Linked DNA regions of Mus musculus: regions 1, 2, 3, 5, 6 and 7 are each linked to region 4. Evidence: chromatin contacts called from public promoter capture Hi-C and targeted proximity ligation data. All regions are on one chromosome and are shown on one strand. The core of a region is the stretch at or near the end of the contact, and the rest is flanking DNA. Distances in the headings are between cores, read along the strand shown. Region 1 holds the start of Ch25h (cholesterol 25-hydroxylase). Region 2 holds the start of Lipa (lysosomal acid lipase A). Region 3 holds the start of Ifit2 (interferon-induced protein with tetratricopeptide repeats 2). Region 4 holds the start of Rpp30 (ribonuclease P/MRP 30 subunit). Region 5 holds the start of Ifit1 (interferon-induced protein with tetratricopeptide repeats 1). Region 6 holds the start of Slc16a12 (solute carrier family 16 (monocarboxylic acid transporters), member 12). Region 7 holds the start of Fas (Fas (TNF receptor superfamily member 6)).

Region 1 (3,780 bases), core at 898-3,397, 1.6 Mb after region 4:
TTCAGAAGTATGCCTTTGCAATGGGAATCACTGCTTAATGGCTGGGCATGAGTCAGCCAGCTTTCTCCTTTAGCATGGGAATCAGAGACTAATGGCTGGTCGGTCCTAGTGAGTAAACGTTTATATTACAGCATCCTAAACGTCCCTCATCTCTAGCAGGTCTGGTTAGCAGACTATCTTTGGGGTATTTTGAAGGCAGCAAGCACGCCTTTAGCTAAATTCCACTTGAGTGACTTCGTGTTTCCTATACAAATCCCTTTTCATGCCCATTCTAGCTCTTTGGTGTAGTCTTGTACATCAATAGGATGTGGAGTCCTTTAGTTTATGGCCAGGAGTGCATAGCTGGGCTATATGCTAGTTTTATTTTGAGACAACCCCACGCTGGTTTCCATAATGGCTGTAATGAGTCTTATAAAATTGTTTTTATTTTTATTTTTTTCTGAGGCTGCTATACAGTTCACAGCTACAGTTTAGAGGCCCTAGAGAATGAATGAAGAGCGTGCACCTCCTCTAACAGTGATAACTCTGGAACATCTACCAAATGGGAAGAGCCTGAATCATGAACTTACCTATTGTGTATGTATGTTTTCTCTCTATAAAATGAACCTGTTTATTATAACACACACACACACACACACACACACACACACACACACACACACCCTGGGTATATGTTGGACCCATTTATTGTACCATATTTTTACCATATGTGTTTGTTTTTTATATCCTTTTATCTTTTCTTCATGTTAAAAAAAACCTTAACTATTTGCATTTAATTCCAAATATCTTAGTGGTTACCTGTGAAATACAAAGTTAAAGTGATTGTGTGCCTTATTTCCTTTGGTATGTGCTGAGGCCTTAGATAGAGAGCTGTGAAGCCACAGTTATGGGGTACTTCCTGACAAATGTGGGAGCCAGTTCTTGATGAGTGTGAATCACAAGTAACAGTCTTGTGCAGGCAAAAGTTACAGTCCATCCCCTCCCCCTCCCCCCCCCCAGGGGGGACTGGCAGCAGGCTCCTAGAGCTACAATCCCTGTTTTCTTTGGAAAATAACACAAGAAACACAAGCTTGTATAAGACTATGTTAGCTTCCAGCAGAGAAAAGCAGCTGTAAAGACACAAATTCAAGAAGGAAACCCTGGGAGAATGGCCCCTGGCTTTCCTCTGGGATCTTCTGTGCCGTGTATCCGCTACCCGGGGCTGATTTCTGTGCTCCACTCTCTAGGGCACTCTCCTTGGATATAGTACTGACCTCCTGTGCTCAGTCCCTGGACGATCAGTCCCAGTGTCTGAAAGGGTATCCAGGAGTTGAGGAGTAGGGAACAACTGAGGGTTGGTAAAAGTCGGAGCCTGAGGGACCTCTAAGGAAATGGCAGGGGAGATGAGACATGTTCCGGGAGGCTATGAGATTGCTCAGATCTTCTTCTCCACTGGCCTTTGCGGTTTGGCCCAATCGAGTGAGCCTTTACGGGTGTTAAGCCTCCGTTCTCCAACCCAGAGCAAAGGCTGGCAGTGCTGCCCTCTTGACCGCTGTCTTGCAGGATCTGATCTCTGCTCTTGACACCGCGGGCTTTAAGGGCACCAGAGCGGGAGAGTCGTCCGCGCCAAAAGGCTGCGAGCCTGACTGCTCTTTTTTGGAGGATGCCAGGTTCCCTCTCCTACAGGACTCAATCCCTGTCTGCAACGGACCCAGTACCAGCACTGTGGCGTGAGGTACGCACACTCAGAGTCCCCCAAGGTGTAGAATAAGTCTTTAAACAGTCAAAAACAGATATTTTAAAACCCAGGGAATTCTGCTTTGGTTGAGAAACAGCGCCTTCTGAGAGCGAAGAACTCATTAGTTTTTAGCGGTGATGGCGGGTGAACTGTCCCAAGGCAGAATCGCTCTCTCCTGTGTCATTAGTACATCAGCTGAAAGGCAAGCAAACAGTTCTTTACGTCTGGGAAAGGGCTTTAAGGGCCGCTGCTTGCGTGAAGGGGAGATTTGATGCAGCTATAAACCAGGACATAGACAGGAACAAAATTCGGGTTATTTAAGCAAAATTCTTTAGCAGGGAAAGGGAGGTGGGAAGGAGACGGAAGGGTGACGTCACTGGGGGGAGTGGCCACAGTCTTAAGAAAAGTCGGCGGGGCTGGGGAGACCACAATTGTGGGACATAGTCTCAGCATGGGCTGCTACAACGGTTCGGAGCTCCAAGACCTGGGCTGTTCCAGCCAGCTGCTCCTGCAGCCCCTCTGGGACACCATAAGGACAAGGGAGGCGTTCACGCGCTCACCCATCTTCCCAGTCACCTTTTCTATCATCACTTACGTGGGCTTCTGCCTACCGTTCGTGGTGCTGGACGTCCTGTATCCCTGGGTCCCCATCCTGCGACGCTACAAGATCCACCCGGACTTCTCGCCTTCCGTAAAGCAGCTTCTGCCTTGCCTGGGGCTGACACTCTACCAGCACCTGGTGTTCGTGTTCCCGGTGACGCTGCTGCACTGGGTGCGCAGCCCGGCGCTCCTCCCCCAGGAGGCCCCTGAGCTCGTCCAGCTCCTAAGTCACGTCCTGATCTGCCTGCTGCTCTTCGACACCGAGATCTTCGCGTGGCACCTGCTGCACCATAAGGTGCCCTGGCTGTACCGCACCTTCCACAAGGTGCATCACCAGAACTCGTCCTCCTTCGCGCTGGCGACCCAATACATGAGCTTCTGGGAGCTGCTTTCGCTGACCTTCTTCGACGTGCTGAACGTCGCGGTGCTTCGGTGTCACCCACTCACCATCTTTACCTTTCACGTGATTAACATCTGGCTGTCGGTGGAGGACCACTCGGGCTATGACTTCCCGTGGTCCACTCACAGACTTGTGCCCTTTGGCTGGTACGGGGGCGTGGCTCACCACGACATGCATCACTCTCAGTTTAACTGCAATTTTGCTCCTTACTTCACACACTGGGACAAAATGCTGGGCACTCTGCGGTCCGCGCCCCTGCCAGAGAGCCTTTGCGCCTGCGGTGAGCGCTGCGTGAACTCCAGAGAGCGATGCGCTGTACACTTGATCCAGAAGAAGAAACAGACTTGAGTTACTTTATTAGAAGTTTGTAACTTTTAAAGTGATGCACACTGCTATAAAATCTAATGTTGTTTCTGCAGCCTGACAAAGTAATTTATATAATGTTTCTATGTGAATTTAATTGTGGTCTTGGTGTTAAATTTCAACTTATCCCAGTGTCATTGACTCCAGGACACAAGGTAGACATTCAGCGTGGTGTATTTGAATCATTATGATCTCTGAAATGATTTGTTTCTAGAACCAAGACTTTCCTATGTATGAAATCGCACTGGAACTGGGCTCTAACCTCACATGTTGAGAGAAGACCTGATTTCTGACTCTTTAAATAATCAAATTTGTTCCTGCTGGGCAGTGACCAAGGTTATAGTATATTTTTTCTACTTTTGAATGAAATGATATATTTATATTGAAAAAAGTTTTATTTGTATTTTAAAAATAAAAAGAACATGAACTAAACAAGCATTAGCTCCTGGTGGGCCTGATGAATTAAAAAAAAAACTAAAAAGGAAGTGTGTGTGTGTGTGTGTGTGTGTGTGTGTGTGTGTGTGTGTGTGTGTCTGTGGCTTCTCAGTGTTCTTTGAAGCATCTACCAGTCTTGCCATGGCAAGAGCAATTTGGTGTCAGGTATTGGGCAGGGGGGCTAGGGAGTAACTTTGGGAAGAAGGCTAGGGGCTAGCTGACTGCTTATTCACACTGCTTTTTGTCTGGTTTTGACATAAGAAGC
Region 2 (3,880 bases), core at 84-2,583, 1.6 Mb after region 4:
TTCTATCTGTGTGAAATGGAGATGCAGAGGTCTTGGATTGAGAGCCTATGGAGAGGACTTAGCATCACAATGTGGAGGATGCGCAGATTGTGGCTGGGCTTTGCTAGCCACAGTCATCCCTGGCACTTCAGGGTGCTCATTTGTTTTTATTTATAAAGTTCATGTGTTTTACGGCCTAGCCCTCTAAACTATAGGTTACAACCTCACATGGGGGTGTCACAAAAAATGTTGGTAACCCTAAAAGGTGCCTGGATGTGTAATTACCAAAAGTGGATTCAAAATCAAACATATCAGACTGTGACGTGTTTCAGGCCATATTTGCCTGTGTGATGCACATCACTGCTGTCTAGGTTCTGTACATGCAACGTGTGCACTTGTCCCCTGTGTGGCAGCAAGTACCACAGACTGCCTGCCTGAGATAGCCTTGTTCACATTAATGATGGTTACGAGGTGCAGTGTTTGTACTGCATGTAAAAAGTTTTCTGCTGTTATAGAAAGATAACAGTTAAGTTATAGAAAGCCAAGGCTTTTAATATTTTTCCCACTGTCTTTCCTCAGCATGTAAGTATAAAAGTAGCATTCCTTTGGATTCCATTGTGTTACAATGTTTGATTTTTAAAAGTTATTGTTTGGTTTCCTTGACCGAGTTTCATAAAAAGTCATAAACTGAAGTTTGACTTGAGATAGGACAAAACTTGAGCAATTTTTGCAATGTCTCTAAAAATACTTCAGACATTCTGTGCTATGTATTTATGGGCTGTACTGGTCTCATCGGCTACACCTCCAACAACAAAGTAGGAACCAATTCTGAGAACCGTTTTATGTTGCTGAATGTGCAGCAGTATTTTGTAAAAGTAAGCACATCTGTCTCACTAATACACCAATTTGTTTTTGTTTGCAGAAAATGGTAAATATACATATATATATACATATATATATACATATATGTGTATGTATATATGTAATACTAAAATAATTGTTTTAAAATGAATTTCTTTATAATTTATTGTTAAAAAATGCTTGATTTGTATACCTAGCTAGTGGAGTTTGAATGAGAATTTCTGAAGTAAAAGGAGGTCATGAGAGGAAAAAGTTTATAATGCTCTGCTAAGTGCTAGGTATACAGGATGCCCACCAGCTTTGAAGCAGGAGGAAGCTCTGGCTGGGCTTAGAGCAGGCCTGGGCTGGGCTGAATCTTTTGGGCGAACAGAAGGCGCATGCTCCTCTGAGTCCGCTTCCCCAGGGCTAGGCCGATGGCCAGGAGGGGTGGAGTCACCAGGGCACTTCCCGGTGGTGGACTGCCCTGATTGGCTGTGTGAAAGTCCTGGGCAGGGTGACGGCTCCGCCCTCCCACCAAGTAGGTGTAGGCACCAGGTTGGCCAAGCTCGCCTGCTTGTAGTGGGCACTGCTTCTGGAGGCTGAGGTTGGAGGACCACTCCCGGTGAGTGACTGCTTTGGGGCTGGCTTCGTGCAGCGGGCTCGGGAGCTGGTGTCCTGTGGATCGCCAGGGCTGGGAGAGGAGGCCCCACCAGGGTCTCTGGCCTCCAATTGCTCTGCTCCCGGGGCACGCTCTGTGTCGGGTACCTGAAGGTGGTTTGGGGGGCGGCGATTATGTGGGTATCAACAAGAAGTGGACTGTCCTTCCCTGGGCGCCCTCCCGCTTCCTGGGCAGGCGCGATCGACGATTAGGAACCCTGCCCAGATTTCTTGGACTGCTGGACAGGCAGAATGCCTGATTCTCAGTCCTCTTCATCCTTTCTTCCCGTTAGCTCTCCCACGACCTTACTCTTAGCTCTTACACGACTGCATGGCCAGCAGCAACCTTGGGAGTGGGTCCTGGTTAAAAACCCCGGCGATACTGCTGAATAATCAGCTAGTCCTTTGCTTCCAGTATTTGACTGGCGTGTTTACATTATCTTGGAAAATGAGCTTAGTTAGTACTGTTGAGTTGGTAGAGAAGCGTCAGACTGTAGGAGGCACTGCAACATCTGGGCATTGCCAATAGCTTAGGAATTATTGAAAAACTACCCCGGACCTTTATTTTCGTCTGTCTCTGAACTGCGGAGCTGTTCCTGCCCATTTTTTAAAAGCAACATTTGTACTATTTATGCAGGACTTGTCAGAGTCTTGAAGGTTCAAAGTTAAATCAGACTTCAGCTCTGCCCACCCCCACTTCCGTTCTCCAGTTGAAAGGAAGGCAGACAAATAATGAATTGGATTGTTGCAAAGCCATAAGTACTGTGGTAAAGATGTTCTAAACACCTAGACTAGCGCACTAAACCCAGCTCAGAGCCTTATCAGACAACCCCTTCTGTGAGAATTATTTGTCAAGTTCGTTGAGTAACGGTGCTGTGTTGGAAGGAAGTCTAATGGGTGACTTTCCATGTGAGTAGCTTCCCCAATCACCTCACGGTGTGAATGCCCTTCCCAGACTGTATCAGGTTCTGTAAAAACGGCTTCCACCAAAAAGAAAAGTGCTTATTTTAAGTTGCCTTGGGAACCTTTATTTATCGATCTACCGCCCCCACCCCCCCTTGCTTTTCAGACTGCTTTTATGTTCTCTAGTATTGAAGGACCTCTGGGACAGTGACCTGAAGTTAGAAAGGTAGCCTTAGACTGTGCTACATAAGACTATGCTGGCAATTAAAAGCATGTGTGGCCAGGACAAACTCCAGAGATTATTCTCTTCTGTCTGGAATGCTGGAAAAAATAACTTCAGGAGAAACTGCAATTTTCTGAGAGCCAATTTCCTATGAAATGTGGAATGCTTGGTTTAAGAGAGTCTTTATTTATTTATTTATTTATTTATTATTTTCAAACAACAGTATTGAGAAATCAACACTGACCAGCAGGACACATTGTAGGAATTTCTAAATTTTGACATGTACAAATACCAGGGAATTAATCTATTCAGAAGTCGGAGCAAACATACCACCCTGAAGAGTCCTTTGCATGCTCCTTGGGAGATTTCCCCTCTTGCCCTTCTTCTCCCCAGACGTCAATCTGTTTTCTCCCTGTATAAACTAGGTTACATTTTCTCCAAGTTTTATATACATTGGAACAATTCCTTCCTTCTCCTCTCTTTATTCCCATCCCTGACTTTTTTGATGTACAGAATTATTCTGAGATTTGTCCATATTGGGTGGTTCAATGGTGAAGTATGCATACATACAATTTGTCTAATTAGTCACTTATTTGGTTGGCTTTTCCCCTAGCTTTTGATCGTTATATTCAAAGCTGCTATAATTTAAGTACAAGTCTTTAGCAATATGTGCACCTGTCTTTTAAAGTGAGCACATCCATTTTTTAAAGGCTTGGATTACAGCCCCAACATTCATTCTGACCTTAGTCTGAGTGCTGTTAGAGACTTGTACCACCTCACTCTTAGCAGCCAAGTATTTTTGCCACACTGTAGTTTCCAGCCATCAAGGGGGGGGGGTGATCTTTGATGATAGTTGGAGAGTTTCTCTTTTCTTTCCCTTTATTTTCATTAACTTGAGTGACAGTTTTGAATGCTGACATATAATTTTGGGTAAGAACAAATTTTGGATCTAGTGGCAGGTAAGAGCTAACGTAGGCTGAATTTAAAAATATATCTAAATCTGATGCAGAGCGGAAAAGGTGGGAGAATGCTAGGGCTCTTCTCTTTTCTTCTAAGTTCCTCCACATGCTGCTTGTGTAGGGACAGTTTGTTTCTCTTTGTGAGGAGGTGGTACCTGAGTGTACAGGGCCTAGTGTGTTAGCTGGGGGAGGGGGGATGTCTGGAGGCCTCTTAATGAAAACAGATTGATGTCCCCGCCCCCACTCCCCTGCCAGAGACCGCTGGAGTCGTTTGGTTCATATCTGTCTCCACTCTGGCACTTTATTTATCCTAAACTTG
Region 3 (3,939 bases), core at 364-2,863, 1.5 Mb after region 4:
AACTCTTTTAAACAGCGGCAAAGCAAACAACCATGTGTGTCCCTGCTTTAGCAGTCACGAGTAGTTACTAGCCCTCATGTTTCAAGCATCCCAGGAATTTGAACCATGGCCATCATGATGTTCTGGACCCTGTTAAGGGCCAAATAATAAATATTTTCTCTGGCTTTGTGAGCAACTAGTCCAGTCTGCTGTTGCAGCGTAAGAGAGCACCTGATCCAATAAAACTTCATTTATAGAAGCAAATAGCAAGCTGGCCTCCGGGTGGCAGTTTGTTAACCCTTGTTCTATGACCCTGTGTATTTTTCATGCTCAGAGTATCTTGATGGTCCTATCTCCTCCTGCATGGTCTTTTCAGCCACTGCCTTACTCTTTTGAATAGCACACTTCTCAGGGTGCCAACGTGTTCTAATTTTTCCTTCTGTTGTCTCGGAGTCTTTGTTAACATTTTACTGAAGTATAAGTGTGATTCAGGCGCATGGCCTCCTGAGCAGTTGCTGTCCTGATGCTATTTACACTGCTTGCTTTCAGCACTCCCAAATACTTTCCTCATGAGGACACAAATACCTCATTGTGCCTTCTTCATCTCTGAACTGCACCCTAATTTGAGATTCCCAGTCCCTACTTCTAACGTTTACCTCTCTTCTTCCTTTACCAACATTTAAATCCAGAAAATATTTTAGAAAGAAGAAAGAAAGAAAGAAAGAAAGAAAGAAAGAAAGAAAGAAAGAAAGAAGGAAGGAAGGAAGGAAGGAAGGAAGGAAGGAAGGAAGAAAGAAAGAAAGAAAGAAAGAAAGAAAGAAAGAAAGAAGAGAGAGAGAGAGAGAGAGAGAGAGAGAGAGAGAGAGAGAGAAGGGGGGCAGGGAGAGGGCGAGGGAGGGGGAGGGGGGGGAAGAAAGAAATTCATTGTGTCCACTCTATCTCCACAGAGAGGAATTCCTACATCAGCTGTCATTTTAAAACACCAAACCTGAGGAACACAGGGAGGTTGGGGAGGGGGAGAGACCATTACACAATAACATGTTAATAGACTTACAGAGTTGAGAGGTTGTGGGACATTAAAAAGGTTTCTGTAATTTCTGGTGCATTCCTTCTCAAATAAACAACCGGAAGTAAAAAAAAAAAAAAGCTGTTTTTGAAAGCCTTTGAGTGAGCTGAGGGTGGGTTCTGGATAAAAGAGTGACTAGATATATAGCTTAGGACCCAGAGTCCACCACGCGCCCCTAGTGGACAGCCCAGGAAAACAAAAGTTGCGTCCACCCACATTTAAGAGCGACGACCACCTACCTCTAAGTCTCATCTTGGTGCATCTTGCTGATGGGTAAAAAAGCATTAACTGCAGAAGGCCAGAACTTGCTTTTCGGCAGAATGGACGCTGGCGAAGGGTGCGTGGCCAATGACTCCTGACTGCCGGGTGCCGGATGTAACCCCTACCCACACTTGGTGCTTTGAGGGATCTACTACTAGACAGGGCTACTCATTAAAAATATCTTGCTTCACTCTCTTTCCTACATATTTGCAGCGTTAGTCGGGTGTGGCTGGAATACCTTAGTCCTTTGGGGGACTCCCCGCTGTTTCCTAAAGTGAGCTCCATCTCGCTGGGTCCCCACATCACTAAGGGCGGGAAACTGCACTCACCCAGGCAACCTGGCTCGACTACAGCTCCCAGGGAGCTTTGTTTTGGGGTGGTACTCCATCTTAGCGCTGCTTCCTCCCACTGTGTCCTGCTATTGTCGCCAGAGGGTGCCCTTCTCCGCCGCTTTTAGCTTTATTATCCCTAGATGCTAAATTTGAGAGTTTGCAGCAGAAATACTTCCGGAATTGGGAGAGAGACGGTTTTATCCATTCTTCCAGGAAGCTCCCATGAATTTTCCAGCCTCTGGGTCTTGGTGCTCCAGCCCAGCTCTAGCATAGAATTCTCCTTGCACAATGCAAGACCAGACAGGATCCTTTTCTGTCCTTTCCTATTTTTAATGTTTACTGATGTTGCTAACTGAAGCGGATTAATTCGCAGACTGTAATATTCTGGACAGCAGAGATAATACCTAGTTGATTCTTAGAGGATGGTTCACTCATTTCCAGTTTCCTAATAGTCCATCTTAGTGAGGGACATGATCCTGAATTGAATTCCTGGATTTAAATTGAAATTGAGACTCAACTGGCTTAGGGGAGATGACTTCAGGGGCTTATATCACTTGACTTTAAGCCCTAGGATCTGAGCTGGGATGGGATTTTAATCCCAGGGAAAGTAAAAATCGACTCCTGCAAGTGGTCCTCTGACCTCCGTGTGGCACCCTTGATAAATGGATGGATGGATGATAGATAGATAGATAGATAGATAGATATAGATCCAGATAGATGGATAGAATGAAAGATAATGACATTCAAAGTCCTTTAAAAGAAAGTGAGGTTCCAAGGCTAGGATGTAGCTCAGTGACAGAGCTCTTGCCCATGACACTGGCTTCTGTCCCTAGGACTGAAAGGAGATAGGGGATGGGGAAAGGAAGAGTTTTAGCAGTGAACTGTCATTCTAAGGATCCATCATACCCCTCCCTGTTGCCTGGTGGTTAAACACTTCGGTCTTGTCAATTTAGTTTCTCTTCTAAATTGAGTCCCCCCCCCTCCCCCTCCCCCTCCCCCTCCCTCTCCTCCTCCTTCTCTTCACAGGCGATGAGACATTTTAATCTAATAGTGGTACTTAACACTACACAGGGAGTCACAGCTCCCAGAGGATCCCTAAAGGCCAAAGGAAGATCCAGAAATATCTAGAGTTGCTGGTCCCCTGCCTGTGGGAACAGGGGTCAGAAGGTGGCAAAGCAGGGGCCTTCCTGTCACTCATAGATCCAGTCCTGTGCACAACTCTTGAAGTCCACCAGCTCCTTGGGCTGAAACCACAAGCTGGGCTCTCTACAGAACCATTCTTACCAACTTGGATGCAAAAGTCTCCTCGGATGGTCACAGGCTTAGAGTGAGTGGGGTTGGTCTCTGTTAGCATCACCGAGACTGTCTTCACAACATTCAGTCCCTCCCAGACCACAGCACACATGACCAACGGTGAGTGTACCTTCATTACCATCAGGCCTGGTGGGCTCCAGCGGGAGCTTGTGGGAGAGATCATCAATCAATTTGAACAGAAGGGATTCCTCCTGTTGGTATGAAATTTGTGCGGGCTTTGGAGAACCTTCTCAAAGAGCGCAGCGTTGACTCGAAGGACCAGGACCGTCATTTCTTTGTAGGATATTTCTACAGGACCCCTTTCCTGGCAGGCAAACACAATGCTGCTCGTCTTATAAGTACAATTGTATTTATTGTCCCACTCTGACCCCCAAGCCATTCTTTATGGTTTTAAGAGAGGAATGTAATCACCGTACTGTGGGGAGAGATTCAGCTTCTTGTCAAGGGTTCTTAAAAAGCTTTTCCCAGCCGGGCTTGGTGGCACACGCCTTTAATCCCAGCACTCGGGAGGCAGAGGAAGGCAGATTTCTGAGTTCGAGGCCAGCCTGGTCTACAAAGTGAGTGCCAGGACAGCCAGGGCTACACAGAGAAACCCTGTCTCGAAAAACAAAAGCAAACAAACAAACAAAAACAAAAACAAAACAAAACAAAAAAAGCAAAAAAGCTTTTTCCTTGCTAGACTGTGTGACTCATAGGGAGATAGTTTAACGTGAGTGATCTAAGAAGACTCTCACTGAGTCAAGAGGGGCGGGAACTAGTAGGGATATAAGGCTAATGAGAGCAGAAGTAATAACATAAGAAGATAGGTCAGAGGAAAGTCTAAATGAAACTGAGGGCAGTGAAATATGGGGAGAATATGTTCAAAGTACAGTGATTCGTTCATGAAAATCGCCTTATGTCGCCCTGTATAATCCTTTTTAATTAAAATAAATTTACTCAGTAGAGAATATATAGCAATATATAAAGCAAGAAGAAAAAAAATCCAAA
Region 4 (4,328 bases), core at 315-2,814:
AAACTCCTCCTTCCTTAAGTTGCTTTGCAGGTATGTGGTCATAGCAACAAGAACAGTTAACTAGTACACTTGTCTCTAGATCCATATTCCCAACACAGACACAAGGATTTATAAACACTTGTATTTAGCAACCAGTTACATGAGAAATTCTACTTTACCCGTTTCTTTTCCTTAAAGTCAACAATGTGATTGATGGCAACAACTGAGTATCCCACTGAAAAGAAAAATAGATCATTTAAAAAATATACTTTCTTGTTCACAATGATCATATTGATAAGAGATTCAAGAGTCTGGCATGACAATAGGGATGTAGCTAAGTGTCAGGATGCTTGCTAGGCATACACAGAGTCCTGGATTCAATTCCGAGACCTGGAAAATAAGGGGGTGGGGTAGGAGGCAGATCCTGAGCCCTACTGTTTATTGTGACTTAAGGTGAAGTTTCAGGTTCTTCACCTGTCCCATGATGTTAACAGCAGACAGGACTTTCAAGTGTCATGAAAATGAAGTGAAACAGCACCAGTATTTTAGAAGAGTGCACATATTTAGCTGCCACATTTAGAAGCCAGGCACATATTTAGGCTGTGGTTCATATTAACACAATGCTAAAGACTCAAGTTTTATGTCTTTCTGTCACCTTTGTTATCATTTCTTTCTTCTGCGATCCCCCTCACATTTGCTCCCTTTCCTACGGAGCAATGGAGTGATGACTCCCTCACATCTCTTTTGAGGTACTCTACAATAACAGACGAGGGACACTACAGGCTTGTCTTACCATCACAACAGACAAGTGCCCTGTCCCCAATACATTTAAATCACGACTCTTGTCTTTAAGTTGCCTAAAATACTGACAGGATAATAGTGTATTAATATTAAAAGAATAATGCATGGTAATGATAAAATAGCGGCCCTTCGTCTTCCCAGTCAGCCCAATAACGCCCTACTTTCCTTCCTCTCGAAGGGATTTGAGAATCTATTATTTGGCAGGCCCTATGCCAGGTGAGAGCTCACATGATCAACGTTCATCCTTAAGGCACTTGAGATGCTCGAGAGAAATAAGGTAACGCCCTTCCCATTCTCTAAGCTCCCACAGCAGTTCCTGCCCGAGACCCAGCTTTCTGTATTTGACAGATGCCGTGTGACTCAAAAGGGGCTGATACCAAAAGCACTGGCTGAGGGGACCAGTCCCTGTTCCTATCATTCATCAGCTCGCAGGCTCCATGCCAATGCCTCGACCCCTTAGGCCTCCGTTCTCTCCCTCTGCACGAATGACTGGGCAAACACAAACAACAACAGCTTTGTCAAGAGCCCGAGTTTCTCACCCAGGGGATCCGGGTGATACTGCAGCTATTCTCTGCCTTTAGGGACGTCAGGCAGATCACACGAGAGACCGGAATGGGGCCTGAAAAAACTACCAAACAAAGCTGGATGGTGTGGGGGACAGAGCCAAGCCAGTAGACTCACGGTGAGCAGCAGTCTCCACGAGTCCGCGCAGAGCCTTCAGGTCTGAGCCCGCTCTTAAATCCAAATCTGCGAACGCCGCCATGCTGACATCCCAGGAGCACCCGCGCGCCAGTCTGCGCAGCCGCCGTGTTGTCCCTCAGGCATGCTGGGAGTTTTAGGTTGTTCCTTGAGCTTTCTGGGATTTGTAGTTTTTCTTTCTCAGTCGTCTTGGGTCGTCTTGCAGAGACTTTCCTATTCCCTAGAATCCAGCCAAAGTTAGTGTGTTGGGACCTATAGCCTTACTTATTCATAATTTGAATGGGAATGTTTTGGTACTCTCTGATGGGGCTCAAATCTCCCATGCTCCTACCATACAGCAATGCAAAGTGACTCATTTTAAAGGCACCCATAGAGCATACCGATGTCAAGCAGACATTTCTAAGGTCTTGAAGCCTGTTTAAAGCTCTGGGGAGCCGGGCGTGGTGATACACGCCTTTAATCCCAGACCCGGGAAGGCAGAGAGAACTCTGAGTTTGAGGCCAACCTTCTTTATACCGAGAGTACCAGGCCAGTCTGAAATACAGAGTCTCAAAAGTAGTTAAACTAACAAATAAATGAAGATACATGGGAAGTTATTTTTCTTTCCTATTTCCACAGTACATTCCATTCTTTGAAAGTGGCCTTTTTGAAGTATTTGGTCTGTGGCTAAGATTATCTAAACTCTTTGGGCTAAGACAATCCGTTACAGACTACAACCACAAGATGGCAGAGTGCTCTCAAAGCTGATGGTTTAGCGCCAACACATCCTTTAGCCAGAGGACTGACTGGGAGGGGCAAAAATGAAAACATGTCTTACAATGTTTTTCATGAGAAACATACACATATCATTTGATGTTTCTACTTTTAAATGACCCTTTTAAAAATGAACTCTTTAATATTGACAGATCAATTATTCAACAACATAGAACACGATTTTTAATCTACTTGATGTAGAGGGCCAGTCCTTTACCCCTCTCCATTCAGTCTTTAGTTGCCTAGCATGCGAACCCTTCTGCGCATTACTAATAAGCAGCTCCAGCCTCGTGCAACTCAATAGGACTTCTGAACTGCTGGTCTCTCAAATAAGAAAAGTCCACTTCTCATGAGCTTGTCCGTTGGGATTATACCAAAGTGATGGAAATGTTTAGAAGCATTTTCAATTTCTGTACTAATCACAAAGAATATGGAGTCTTCTCCATCTGACCACACTACTGTAATGATCACTAATTTCCTACAAATTTCTGAAAGATGATGATGATGGCGGTGGTGGTGGTGGAGAGGAGGAGGAAGAGAAGGAGGAGAAAGAGGTGGAGGAGGCAGTAGCAGAGGTGGTATTATTAGTAGCCCAGGGTGGACTTAAATCCACAATCATCTTGCCTCAGTATCCTTGGTTTTGGGATTACAGCTGAGCACTGCCACACCTATGTTTGGTTAATTTTCATAAATGATTGTTTCCAATACTTGATATTTTCCAAGAACAAAACAACAACAAAATAATGTCTGCAACCAGACCAAGGCCGTACAAAACAAACCCCTTGCTTTCATCAGAATGTCTAGTTCTAACTTTTATAGTAGTAGAGAGATGTCTTCATACAGGATCACAAAATCTAGATTGGTCAGTCGAGTAGCCATTGTGTAGTGGACCTAAATAAGAATTTTAGTTATTTGATATTAAGGTTAGACTACAGAGGGCATAATTCTTTAAGAGTCATGGTGATGTTACTGTGGTCTTCACCTTTTAGATTCCCTTTGTTCTGAGTGTTAGCATTTCTTCTAGGCTCCTCCTAACAGTTACCTAGCAACAGCCAGGTACAAGCCTGGCTTGCTATAAAAGGGCTCACTAAGGCACCCCCTCCCACTGCACCATGATGCTGCATTTCAGAACAAATCACTGAGCTTAGGTGAAGAGGAAAGGAAGGATTAGAAATGAAATGAAATGAAGAGATAAAAACCACTGAGCACTGCACTGCGGCAGAGCATCTGCCAAGTACTTATGTGTGCATCTTGTTAATTTTCAAAGCAAATAAGTATTTTTTTTAAACCAACATCTACCTTTTTGACATTTGAGCTAGTGAATGCTTCAGCAGTATAATGGTGGATTGAAGCATTTTGGCTCAGGAGCTGCCTAGTGTGTTGTCTCCTGAGAAAAGCCAGTAGGGAGGACAGTTGTGGATGGTATGAGGAGAGAAGAGGAAAAGAAAAAAGGGAGGTTAAGGAAGGAGAGAGGAAGCAGGGAACGGGAAGGAAGGGGAAGGAGGCAGGACTGGGCAGAGAGAAAAGGATGGGAAAGAAAAAAGTTCAAATGTTGGCCTGAATGGGTGGCAGAGGCCTCAAGGATGCAACACTTGAAGAAGACCTTAGAAATTGCTGAACGGAACACAACTGTATGTTTTGCTGATTTAATTCTAACAGGCAAGTGGGGTGATGGTTGATAGTGATGGTGGTTCCTGTTTTCTGGGGCTCTAGGAGAATGGCTACTAAATAATTTTCTCTTCCATAGTGGAACTTAGTGTCAGGTCCATCAGAAACTGGGAACAAATGTCTAACTCCGATGCCAATCAGCACACAAAGCATATGATGATGGCTTCCAGGTTCTCTCAGTATCTCAAGTACTTGTTACAGAGTTCATGCTGGCTGGCATCCTCCTCTCCTTACCCTGACCCATACCCTAAACTGTTCCAGCTCATGGGCTTCTCTATGATAGAGAATAACAAGTTCAAAACTTCAACACCATTGTATTGAAAGAATCCATGAGGAAATCACTTCAACTTGTAATGTGTTCGTTTGTGAAATGTTTCCTGTTGGTGAACTTGCCCAAGATAGATAACTTTGCAGAATGGGATAGTTGA
Region 5 (3,799 bases), core at 645-3,144, 1.4 Mb after region 4:
AGAGAAGTCACATGTACTTTGAATTGAGTTTCAGTGTAATTATACCTCATGATACCTCCGTGTACACAGAGGATTGTATTACACCAGGAAACATTTTGCTATATTTTATTGTGCTGAAATATATTTACAACAAACAGTGCCAGGTTAGATTCTAGAAGTTTGAACCGACATTGGCTAAATTATATTCAACCAGATTTCCTTCTTACTTCATAGAGACCATTGCTCTGTTGGCCACAGCATTCTCAGAGACCCCATCATCTGTCTTTCCCTATTTCTGTGTCTGTGTCTGTGTCTGTGTCTGTCTCTCTCTCTCTCACTCTCTCTCTCATAACCAAATTCATAGTTACTCCTTCTTTTCCAGAGCACTTTAAGATGCTGGACAAGCTTCTGTAGGAATAGATTAATCCTGACCCAGGGGCATCAGATTCAATCTGGCTTTACTTTGCTTTCCCTGGCTACAGCATCCCACAGTTGGAATTAGAGATTGTACCTGCACCTTATGGGAAATAAAGATTTTGTCAGGACAGCTCAGAGGACTCTGAAAACTGGACAGCAGTAGCCCAGGAAGGTCTGCCTTGACTGGGAGGCTCACAAGGATCCTTCTGGGCTCTCTGTCTTGAGGTGGAGGTACATGCACCTATGCATAGCATCTGCTCTACCTTACCAAACTTCTTCTTACCTTCTGGACCAATTGACTTCAGAAGGGCAATAGGAGTAGGGGGCCCACAGGCTCAAGGGATCAGAGGTGACCTGATTCCCTAGGTCTCAGAGGTAGGCAGGAGAGCCTTTTTTCTTGTTAGTTATATGCTCTATTCCTCTGAACAGTTGCAAAACACAGATGTTCCATATCTCCATACTCAGGCTCAGGGTGTGATGTAGTGCCCCATGCACCATCTATTAAATCTGGAACCACTGGTTGGTGGTACTGTATCAATCACATTATCTTCCTGGTGATGTGTGGGGCCCTTGACTCAGGTATAGAACTTTTACCCACCATACCCTAAGCCTCAGTTGTGTGCCCACCGAGTCTCTGGGTCTCTACTTGCTCTACCTTATCAAACTTCCTGACATGGCTTTATATAACATATATTCATATATATTTATTCATATATATTTAGTTTCTTGGCCAAAAGGTTTTAATACCTCTTGTCAGAGAGAATAGAATTGACACATTTTTGTTTCTTAATCCTGGGGGGGGGGGGGGCGCGGGGAGGGAGGGAGGGAGAGAGGGAGGGAGGGAGAGAGAGAGAGAGAGAGAGAGGTGTTGCCCTGGCTATTTGTTTAGCCAGCCAGGGATGGGAATGAATGCGCCTGGAACAGAAAGCTTGAACAGCATTTCAAGAGGTCCATTGAGGGATAGGCTGGAAGATTCTGAGGACATGCTGGAACATTCTAAGGACTATGTCCTCAGAAGATCAGAAGGAGCATACTCTAACCTGCTGCTCACTTTTGGAGCACCAAGTGGGCACTGGTGGTCCTTTATTCCATTCCAGAGGGCCTGTTTGGTAATCATCTTTGTTTGTGAGCCGAGCATGCACTAAATTCTCTCCCAGGTACGTCCTACTACATGCTGTGAGACAGCCTTAAAAATCAAAACAAGCTTCCAGTCACACATCCAGCACCAGGCACACAGCTTAGTGGGGGCATTAAGCAAACTCCCTGGACCCTCAGGACAATTAGCATCCTTGTTCCCCATCAGCAGTAGAAAGAGAAGCTAGAGGCACACTCAGAAACAGCCACTAGCAAACGTCTGTGTCCTGGGTTCCCTCAGAGTGGAGAACAGGGAAATCCTTACCCCATGGTTGCTGTAAAGGTGGTAGCTGTTCTCTGGGTTTTCAGCAGAGCAGAACTCCTCAGAAACCTGCCTTGACTCTCTGCTCTCTTGCAGACTGTCACACCAACTGGAAGCTCAGGTTTTTTTTAAAGGGCTGGGTGAGCTAGGGGGTGTGCTCTTTTCAGTCAGCAGTGAGAAACTGAAACTGAGACTGGAAAGTGAAACTGAAGCCTGCAGTTTATCCAGGGAGACGCACTGTGGGGCACTGTGGGGTTTGCCCTACTGCATTCTCCACTGAAATCGATGAGGAGAAGGCTCTGAAACGGATACAGACATGTCGGATCCAGACTGCTGTCCAGAGAGAGAGAGTGAGACATCCCTGCCACCCAGAGACTCTTATCTGTTAGGTAGGGGCTGATGGAGGTGATACAGATAAAATGGAAAGCAGACTGGCATCTTCAGAAGCAGTGTTGTTCTTTCTTCCAAGCAACTGAAGGTCTGCAGTTCCTCCTTGGAAGTGAGACTTTCCCATGTGGCACTAGGGGGTCTTAGGATGGCAAAGGGAAAGTTTGGGACTGGAAGAGTGAGTTCTCATGCATTGTGGAAGTGGAAGAAGATACTAGCTGGTTTGTTGTGTGTCTATCCTTAGCATCTTCCACAGATGTCATTATTCACCTGCATTGACTGGTCCATAGCTTCCCAGCCTATCCGAAGCCTTAGGAATACAGTCTTTATAAACCAGGACAGTTTCCCATTGCCCAGAGAGCTGTAGAGCCATGCTTTGTGTTAACTTCTCCTGAGGTGACTCTAAAGGGTTCTTTCCACCAATCATAGTCATGTTAACAAGAACCAAACATGGAATCCCTAAAGGGTGATGGTTATTCAGAGCCTTGATGCTATCCCACTAATAGCAAGGCTACTAGATGGGTCAGTGGTTAAGAGCACTCACTGCTCTTCTAGAGGTCTTGAGTTCAGTTCCCAGCAACCACATGGTGGCTCACAAGTATCTGTAATAGGATTAAATGCCCTCTTCTGGTGTGTCTGAAGACAACTACAGTGTGTTCATACACGTAAAATAAATACCATTTTAAGGGCTAATAGCAATCTAGGGAACTACAGACAGTGGGGCTCACACTGTTTCAGGTTGAGGTCAAATACTTTAGTCTGTTGTCTTGGTTAACCTGTAATCTCAGCCTTTATTGCTGTCTAGTTCCTTATCCTGACCTTTGATGTCTAGGTCCTCAAATTCAGCTCATCCTTCTCACCTCCATATATTAAAAATATTGAAAGAAGTTAAACATCTAATCCCATCTCCTTGATATAGTGCTAGCCTCTCCTGAGAGTTATCTTTGACCAGGTAGGTACAGCCCTAACCCCCCCCCCCCATCAGCTGACACCAAGACAGGAGTTGGCCCTCTGGTCACTTTCTCCAGTAAAGTTTAATTTTAGAGAACCTAGAGTTATGTGTCAGTCAGATAACTAGGTATATGTTAGAGAGTTAAAGTGTTTGCTATCAAGCCTGACTCCTGGGTTCAGTCCCCTGACTCCGTGCTGGCAGAGAAGAACTAAATCTAGAGTGTTCTAACATGACTTCACACGAATGTCATAACACCACCCCCACAGACACACTAACAAAAACACAGTTACACACATACACACTCACCCATACACATACCGGCTACACACTTCACTGAAATATAATATTAAAACACTTAAAAATGGACAGGGTTGAAAGGATTGTGTTAATAAGGCTCTTAACTCAAAATTGCCTTTTTCTCTTTTGTTTTTCATTTTTTCTTTCTTTTTGTTTGTTTGTTTGCTTGTTTGTTTGTTTTACATTCTGACTGCTGCCCAGTTCCACCATCACACCCTCCATGGCTATTCCTTCTTCCCTGTCTCCTCTGACAAGGGAAGGCCCCTATGTCCCATGGGTACTACCACCCACCCCCACCCCCAGCCCATCAAGTTGCAGCAGGACTCAGAGCTTCCTCTCCCACAGAGGCCAGACAAGGCAGCCCAGCTAGC
Region 6 (4,200 bases), core at 901-3,400, 1.3 Mb after region 4:
GCATTCAGAGACAAACAAAATCTGAATACTGTCAAGGATAAAACAACAGAGACATTGCTCTTATAGCTCTGGGCTTTCCCAGCAGCCCTGTGAGTGGTGACTTTGAGGGAAGTCTGAAGATTCATCTTATTCCCCAGAACTTCTCAAAAGAACTGGTTGTCCTATATTATTGAAATAGAAGACAAGACCGATTTGCCCCTAAGAACAGTATTTAACTGGCAGAATGATTTTTCTCAAAGACAGAGTTCCCAAGCCTTTGACCTAAAGACCTCCATAGCCGAGGGCTCAGGGCTCACTGCTGACCCTGCATTTATGAGCTTATGATTAATGCTAATGAATTCTCCTTCTTGTGTGTGTTTTAAACACACATTTACTAATCCCTTAGATCTAAACTAGTTTCATACTAAGTGAAAATAGTCCTTAAATTCAGATTTAGACTTAGTGTGTAGGAAGGTCAACAGAGAGGGAAACAAACTTACAGAGAAGCCTGCAAGATGAGAAGGGCCTTAGCTAGGCAGGAATTTTGTTTGTGCAGTGCTGGGGATGGAACCCAGAGCTTCAGAAACATCTGTTTAAAAGTCTAGGGTGGAGCACTCGCTCCCTCACTCTACTCGATTGTTTTTAGAATGCCAGCACCAGGGCACTGACCTTGGAAGGACTGGGAGTTGAAGGCAAGCCTGGACTGAAAGACTCCGAGAGGAGCCCCTCGCTCAGGCCTCAGGACAATAGCGGACACCCAAGAACTCACAATAGACCAAGCTTGATGCAAACCACATGAGGCTTTATTGGGGAAAGCCAGAACTCTGGGGACGACTCATATCCCACGCAGGGGTAGAGGAGTGGACCCCGAGGGGAAAGAGGTCCCAGTTTTTATAGGCCCTCAGGGGAGAAAGGAGAAGGGGGGGGGGAGTAGGGGATTTCCAGATCTAAACAATGTCTATTCTCAAGAAATGGGTATGGGAGGGGTACAAGGAAAGAGTCTGGTGCAGGTGTAGCAACTCAGGATTGGCCGGGCTGTGGTTGCTGGGGAGATTTTCTGACTCTTTCTCAGCAAGCAATATCACAAACACCTGGCAATGGGCTTCATCAGTGGGCACACACTTGGGTTCAATGAACAGTCAAAACATTGGCAGACACACAGGTTCAAGGAGTGGCCAGAGCATTGTGCACCTCTATTTTTCTAAATCAGTGAAGCTAGTTCTGCTAACACTGACATCTATCTTGCCAATTCCAGGGCTTCTGTGTCCTTTTACATTCTGTCAGGATCTTTCAGGACCACATGGTATCACATGTTCTTCAAACACACAACCTTCGTGCCCAACAACAACAAATCCAAAGTACAATATTGCCTACTATTGACCAGTGGGTTCCCGTTCCTCTCAATTTTTCCTGAAAGCTTAATTTCTTTTCTAACTTTGCCGTTCGTCATAATCAGCCAGGACTTTTGTTGAAAAGAAGACATTTAGAGGTTGGCATTTCTAACCAGTTCCTAGCTTGCGTCCGTCTGAAGGACCATTCTGAATTGCGATAACTTCTATGAGCTTGAGTCTGACCTCGTCAGTTCAGAGACTTTGCTTTTGCCTAAAAGGATACCTGAGGGGATGGCTAGCCTGGAACCTGCAGCACACAGTGCCTCCTGGAGGGCGGGGCAAACACCATTTACCCCCCCCCCCCCAGCCCCAAACACACACACTGTTAATGAGCCTGTTAATGAACCTGTTAATGAACCCATTTTCTCCTCTCAGCAAGAGAGAGAAGCAAATGTTCTTTTATTTTATAGAGAAACTGAGACTCAGAGTTAAGTTGACTGCCCAAAGTCATGGGGCTTTGTGGGGCGAGTTGAACTCAAGTCTTTAGGACTGACTGATCTGTGTAATGGTCTGACCAGGGTCCCGGTCCTTGCAAGATGCACGTGCAGGAGACTTTGTACAGCTTCTACTCTTTGACCATGCAGGGACATATCTTTTTGAGAACACCCAGCCTTCTTTAGTGTAGGTCCCAGCTACACAAGACTGTTACAGAGAGAGCCCTGCAGTCCCCAGTGAGCTGGCTCACGACTCGCGGGCCTAAGCATTACATAACCTGGAGGCGCCCCTCCTCCCCGCGCCCCTCACCCGTGGTCAAGCCCCCAGCGCAGAGCGGATCCGGGGACAAAGCCCGTCCGCCGGCAGGGCAGAGTCACCCTCGGGGCTGCGGTGACTGAGAGCTTTGCTTCTCCGGGGCGGGGCGGTGGGATCTCCCTAGTGACAGTGTCCGGCGGGCGCTGCCTGCGGGCCCCGGCCCCTACGGCGCCTCCGCCCTGTGCGCTCCTCCGCCCCTCAGCCGGGACCGGACTCCAGAGCCGTGGGAAGGGGCCGCCGCGAAGGGGACATGTGGGCTCGCCGTCGCCAGCGTTGCAGCTGTCCCCGCGAGGTGAGCACCCGTGGGTCCCGGGATGTGGGCGGGCGGAGACCGGACAGAGGACAGCGGAGCGCACGCCGGAATCGGCGCTGTCCCGGTGCGGAAAGCTTTGCTTCTGTCCTTAAGGTTTCCCAACTCCGTAGAAACAGGTGGCTAGGAATCGAGATAGGGCAGCAGAGCTGGACCTAGACCTCGGGAAGGACGCAGGCGCTCCATTCTACATCTATCCCGGAGCTCAGCTGTGTCTAGATCCTAAGTCTGGCCACTTGTTGGGTTTAGAATGGAAGCACGTGCCCACTTGTCCTGTGTTCTGGAGTGTCTGGCTGGGTTTCCAGGCAGGTGGCTGCAGAGAGTGGCTTTGATCTGTGTCCTGTGATTTCCAGATGCGCATTTCCCAGGCAAGACAGACCGCCTTTCCCCCTGGGTTGTCCGGTGTTCTTGCTTTTTAACCCTCTCCTACCCACCAACCGTTTATTATCCTTAGGTGATCTCTTTAGAGCACACCGGCCTTCCCGTTTGGAATGAATTAAACTTAATTTCTCCAGTCGCTCCTTACCCTAAAGCAGCCAGCCCTGTATGTTTGGTGCAAACTGGTGATTCAGTGTTCTGGGCCACTCGCTTGCATTTTGTCTGGCCGCTGTTCTTCCCAGCTTTGCTGAGAGCTATGTGGGCATTCCAGCGTCTCTGCTAAACCTAGCCCAGAAGGAAAAAAATCTTCGGGCTTGCCAAGTTCAGGAAGACCCTGTGGCTACGGGTATTTGAGCTCACTAGCTGTTGAAATCTGCAGCTGCTGGCTGTGTAATTTCTCCCCCCCACCCCCACCCCCACCCCCAAGTCACACTAAACTACAGCTAATGGTGTGCTAGCCACCCGTGATGCCTGGCTTATGACTGTAGAAAGTGTGAGCTTTGGATACTGAGAGACTGGACACAATCACGTATTACTTACAGGATCTTAGAATTGAAATGAGTTTTAGAGAATCTATTAGATTCAAACCCTTCAGTTGAATAGCTTGGGAAGCTCAGAGCCATGTCTGCAAGGTTTGTTAAAACTTATATCTTTAAGTGTAGTTGGGACCAATATTGAAATCCAGGCTTTCTCCCTGTCGTCCTGGTCAGTGTTTAGGGTATTTTGCCTCTATGCATTTTAACAACAACCCCGGCACCATATGACTAGACCGGCCCAAGCATATAATTTTCTCATCCTTGTAATTACTCATCTGCTTTTAACCTGAGAGAGTTCTGAACTAGATGAGAGGTCGATTCAGTCAAACTGCCTTTGTTGTGTAAGTGTTAAAAGTTAAGAACACTTTAAACCTGGGATGATGGTACATGGCTGTAATTCCAGCACATCAGAGACGGGAGGCAGAGGACTCTTGGGAGTTCAAGATCAGCCTGAGCTACATAGTGACTGTCAGGCTAGTGAAGGCTACATAGGAAGACTCTATCTCAAAAAAAAAAAAAAAAAAATGGAGGGAAGAAAGGATGACAGGAAGAAAAGAAGGCACACATGGAGAGAAAGCAGGAAGGAAGCGAAGAAGGAGCCTCATGTTTAGGCAATGTTTAAAATTCTTCCCATATGAAGATGAATATGTGGATACTTCCCAAATAAACTCCCAGGAAAAGCAAGGATAAGTTGGAATAAGGTTCCTCTAGTGGCTCTGGAGTCCAGATTCTGTGCTTCTTCTGGTGATAAATGGCTAGTAATGAAGACATGATCTGAGTGATTTGCAATGCTGAGCTGTTGCAAGAAGCGTGGTCCGGAGGTTCGTCATGAGTAACTCGGTGATCTGGAACAGAA
Region 7 (3,917 bases), core at 1,298-3,797, 1.8 Mb after region 4:
TATTTCCTCCTTGAAGCCTCCTTCTCTGTCTGTTGCTACAGAAGTCATGCTGGTTTATCAGACAGCTTCTCTCTCCCTACTGGGACCCCATTACATGAAAGAGATGCCTATCCTTTGTGATTTTGGACATTTCTCTCTGACAAGTGTCTTGGCCCACTTGGGGACACCCTGACCACTTGCGGATGTCCAGAATTGAAATTCTTGTCACCAAGAGACTTGCTGATTTCCTCTCTCACCCTGTTCTCCCTCCCATGTTCTGAGCTCCACCCTGGAGCTTGCTCTGTCTCGCTTGTCCATTTCCTCTCTCTGCTTCCAGCTGCCTCCTTAGGTCTGTCTCTCAGGTAGCTCCCTCCTGAAGCTTACTGTGTCTCTAAGGCTGTCTAACTGCTTGTCTCTCTTCTCCTTCCCCTAGGAGATGCTTGCTTGTATCTATCCCTCTTGGTGTCTCACTGGAACCTGCTCTTTGAGACCTGCAGGTACATCAGGCATTTCTGTATGCACCCCTGGGCCTCTAAGAGATTAGATTCCTCTCTCTGATGGTGTTTCCCTAAGCCTCTTCCACTCCCCATGACTGTGCTTCTAAAGGATGTCTCCCTGCCTGCTCTCTCTCTCTCTCTCTCTCTCTCTCTCTCTCTCTCTCTCTCTCTCAGTTTGCTCTTAGAGCTTGCTCCTATCTCTAACCATGGGCTCTTCCCATTCAGAATATTCCTCACCTGCAGGCTGTCCCTTCTAGGGGAAGAACAATATGGATCTAGGGTAGGGATGGAGGTCAGTAAATCAGGTTGTGGAAAAGAATCGCTAGGAAAAAAAAACCCTTCAAGATGACATGTTTGTACATGCCCTGCCAAGCAAACAGTCTCTGCACCATGTTGTCAGATTATCTGGTTTGCTTGTATTAAGGATTTGACTAAATGTGCCTCCTCTGATCCATTGGAAAGTCATTTCCCTTACCTCTGGCAGATGGGACATAGGAGACTACCTGTAGTGCCTATTAACCAGCACATCAAAGCACATACTTGGACCACAAGTGCCTGTTGCACATTTCAAAGTGCATGCTAGCATCCTAGTCCTGCTCACTGCCACCCCTACTCAAGCTCCCTCCAGCTCCTGGGCTTCCCATCCACTAGCGACTCATTTAACCTAAAAACCTGCTCTGCTCTTCTCACTCTGTTCTCTCACCTCGGCGCCTGCTTCTCTCGCTCGGTTTTCTCTATTCTCTAGCCTCTGCTCCATCTCTCTCTCTCTCTCTCTCTCTCTCTCTCTCTCTCTCTCTCTCTCTCTCTCTCTCTCTCAGATAGCCCTGGTCGAGTCTGCTGGCCATGTTCAGTTTACTTCTTTCTCTCTATGTTCTGGGCTCTTCCAGATGCCTCTGGCCATTTTCTCTTTTATATCCACAATAAAAACCTTTCTCTTAACCATACCATGGGGCAGTAGTGTGTGTGTGTGTGTGTGTGTGTGTGTGTGTGTGTGTATGTACATGCCCCTTGGAGTTAGATCTCAACTGAAGCCCGGCACTGTCATTTGCTAGCTGTGTGACCTCTGTTAAATGCTTAAGCTCTCGGAACCTCTTTTAACCTTGTAAAAGTAAGGAGAGGTTGTCTTCCTCCCTTCTACCACTGCTGTGAAAACCGATTTGAGATCCTTGTGCCCGGCAAATTTTTAGGGACCTGATAAAGCAATCTTTCTAAATTCAGAACTGGATTGAACCTCGGAGGGTCGAATCCCTCGGACTGGCATTTATTAACAGGCATTTCTGAAGAGACCGAATGCTGGAGAGTTCTTACTTCTGTGCCTGCAGCAGACAAGGAGGAGCTGGGACTCAGAGCCCTAGGGTTACTGGGACAAATCTGCTGTGAGAGTGCCAGCAGAAAGAGGGTAACAGAAGAAACAGTACAAACAATATAAAAATATCCACCAGTTCAGCCATCCACAATTTGACAGCTCAATTCCCGGAAGGGAAGGTTTTTTTTGTTTCCCGTGTTGTTACAGGAGAGTAAACAAATCTTCGCAGACAAAGTTACTTTGAGAAATTTTATGATCTAATGCTTGGCTTGTAAATACAGCCCAGAGTAACTCACTTCCCGGTTGAGCGAACTGTCAGAAGTGTCAAATGCCAGGGAGCCTCGGAGCGAACTTTTCTAGTGCCCTAAAGTGGCACTAGAAAAGTGTCTGGGCAAGTCTATAAGCCAGAGTCCCTCTCCAGCCATACTAAAGCGATCGATCCAAGAGCTGGCCAGCACCAAGCTCTGACCGTCGCCCCCGCCCCCCGCCCCGACCCAAACTTTTTCCAGAAAAACGCTGGACTTGGGCTTCAGCCCTGAGCACTTAGCCAAGAGCGAAAGCAGCTCCCCTGCGTTTCTAAACATCTGGACCGGTGGCACCCAATGCCAGCCACATCTGGAATCTCATGTGGTGGTCCCCAGTATGCAGCGTCCCACATCCCAGGCGTCCCAAAGCTTACCAGAGGCAGGACAGCCCAGATCCACAGCATGTCTGCAGCAAGGGAAAACAGCGGGCGGCCTGTGTGGGCAGCCTGCGGCCCCACCCACCAGCTCTAGACTGCCTGTGGGTATGTACTTTGCCTAGGCCCGCCCCCTGGCACGCACAAACCGCTTCGCTCCTATTCAGGTCTTCCCAGAAATCGCTTTGAACACGTGTATGTCACTTTTTTTCTTTTGAGGGACCAAACACAATCTTCGTAAAGCCCCAAGGGTTGCGAGAAAGTTCTGCTGGTCTCCCGGGGAAACCCACTGACTCACCACTGCACAGGCGGCCTGAGCGGGGTGGGGGTGGGGGGCGGGGGAGGAGGGGGCCCAAGCAGGGCTTGATTGCATAAATGGGCATTCCCCATCCTGGGCGCTTCCACAGTCACACCCTCAGGTCAAGTGAGATTTTTTTTTCTGCCTGCTGCTCACCCTGGAAGGAATTCTGAACTCTGTATTGAATTGGACTTTGGCTGATTGCTGGAGACAAAGACCATTTTGCCTTCACTTTCAATATTTTGTCAGTGACAGGTCTGCTGGGGCTTCTGGGGCCTCTGAATGGTAATTACCACAGAGGAGGTACACACCCTAGGATTCTGATGAGGGAGGTCCCTCCACAGAGCTCATATATGATACATGAAGTGACAATCACCACAGCAGAGGTAGAGATAATAGGCTTTGGGATCCTGATGAGGGGAATGTCCCTGGCTTCGTTTCCCAAATGGAGAATGAAGGTAAATGACTATGACAAATAACACAGCAGTTAACTCAGGGACCAAGCCAGAATCTTTAGAACCACGGGGGTTAGATATAGAGTAAGGGACTAGGGGAGGGGACAGAAAGATCTTATTAAGGAAGAGGAATAAAATAGGTAGTTATGATGGGAAGATCAAGTGGGGGAGGGGAAAGGAAGACGATGAATGGGAATACAGGGAGAGACAGCTAAAATTAAAGGGCATTTGAGAGGTATGGAAACCTAGCAGAGTCTTCCTAAAGTATAAGCATACATGAAGGTGATCTATAGCCAAATAATGGGGGGAGACAGAGCCACAAGTGAACATCTCTTGTCATCAAATGAAGTTTTCCTTTCCTGGATGGGGTTGCATCTAATTGAATCGTTGGCCAAAAAGAGTTGCATGGGAGTCCCCAAACAATGCAGCCTGTTGCCAAGACTATAGATTGCTCCCCACAAACTGAGACCCACACAACTCATTGAATATAGAGAAGTTGAGAGCAAGAAGAAAGTGCCTACATAGAGCCTTCATCCCTACATGCCAACATCTTTGGTACTGGAAGATATTCTGCATGCTACTAAAGGAGAAAGGTAAACCTCACCTCTACCCCAAAGCCTTTGATCTATGATGGTGTCCTGCTAGAGAGATGAGCTAGTGCATATAGTGGCACAAAGTTTGTGGGAGCAACCCATCAATACTG

The links. Promoter capture Hi-C pulls out the DNA fragments that hold promoters and counts their contacts.
Region 1: a contact with region 4 is called in a targeted proximity ligation map of astrocytes, with 6 times the contacts expected there. A contact is called at or near these places in 3 of 39 promoter capture datasets (embryonic stem cells, hippocampal neurons and liver) and 1 of 130 datasets of targeted methods (astrocytes).
Region 2: a promoter capture Hi-C map of embryonic stem cells shows a contact between it and region 4, with 5 times the contacts expected there. A contact is called at or near these places in 6 of 39 promoter capture datasets (the 3T3-L1 cell line, the HPC-7 cell line, embryonic stem cells and 3 more) and 2 of 130 datasets of targeted methods (astrocytes and stem cell-derived neural progenitor cells).
Region 3: a targeted proximity ligation map of astrocytes shows a contact between it and region 4, with 5 times the contacts expected there. A contact is called at or near these places in 6 of 39 promoter capture datasets (the 3T3-L1 cell line, embryonic stem cells, hippocampal neurons and 3 more) and 1 of 130 datasets of targeted methods (astrocytes).
Region 5: a contact with region 4 is called in a promoter capture Hi-C map of 3T3-L1-derived adipocytes, with 4 times the contacts expected there. A contact is called at or near these places in 13 of 39 promoter capture datasets (the 3T3-L1 cell line, 3T3-L1-derived adipocytes, the C10 cell line and 9 more), 1 of 484 Hi-C or Micro-C datasets (the HPC-7 cell line) and 2 of 130 datasets of targeted methods (microglia and stem cell-derived neural progenitor cells).
Region 6: a promoter capture Hi-C map of embryonic stem cells shows a contact between it and region 4, with 4 times the contacts expected there. A contact is called at or near these places in 7 of 39 promoter capture datasets (the 3T3-L1 cell line, the C10 cell line, the HPC-7 cell line and 4 more) and 1 of 130 datasets of targeted methods (stem cell-derived neural progenitor cells).
Region 7: a promoter capture Hi-C map of liver shows a contact between it and region 4, with 2.5 times the contacts expected there. A contact is called at or near these places in 4 of 39 promoter capture datasets (embryonic stem cells, hippocampal neurons and liver) and 1 of 130 datasets of targeted methods (astrocytes).

The regions. Positions count from the first base shown.
Region 1 is chr19:34,473,515-34,477,294 of GRCm38.p6, reverse strand. Ch25h (cholesterol 25-hydroxylase) reads left to right here and starts at 2,147. Exons shown (of 1, transcript NM_009890.2): 1 at 2,147-3,512. The coding sequence starts at 2,169. The coding sequence ends at 3,065.
Region 2 is chr19:34,524,927-34,528,806 of GRCm38.p6, reverse strand. Lipa (lysosomal acid lipase A) reads left to right here and starts at 1,333. Exons shown (of 10, transcript NM_021460.3): 1 at 1,333-1,441.
Region 3 is chr19:34,548,368-34,552,306 of GRCm38.p6, reverse strand. Ifit2 (interferon-induced protein with tetratricopeptide repeats 2) reads right to left here and starts at 1,613. Exons shown (of 3, transcript NM_008332.3): 1 at 1,285-1,613.
Region 4 is chr19:36,080,952-36,085,279 of GRCm38.p6, reverse strand. It overlaps Rpp30 (ribonuclease P/MRP 30 subunit), which reads right to left and starts at 1,564. Exons shown (of 11, transcript NM_019428.3): 1 at 1,462-1,564; 2 at 159-214. The coding sequence starts at 1,543.
Region 5 is chr19:34,638,984-34,642,782 of GRCm38.p6, reverse strand. It overlaps Ifit1 (interferon-induced protein with tetratricopeptide repeats 1), which reads right to left and starts at 1,894. Exons shown (of 2, transcript NM_008331.3): 1 at 1,796-1,894. The coding sequence starts at 1,800. It also overlaps a transcript of Ifit1bl1 not described here and a transcript of Ifit1bl2 not described here.
Region 6 is chr19:34,745,278-34,749,477 of GRCm38.p6, reverse strand. It overlaps Slc16a12 (solute carrier family 16 (monocarboxylic acid transporters), member 12), which reads left to right and starts at 2,150. Exons shown (of 7, transcript NM_172838.4): 1 at 2,150-2,412.
Region 7 is chr19:34,289,289-34,293,205 of GRCm38.p6, reverse strand. Fas (Fas (TNF receptor superfamily member 6)) reads right to left here and starts at 2,547. Exons shown (of 9, transcript NM_007987.2): 1 at 2,462-2,547. The coding sequence starts at 2,491.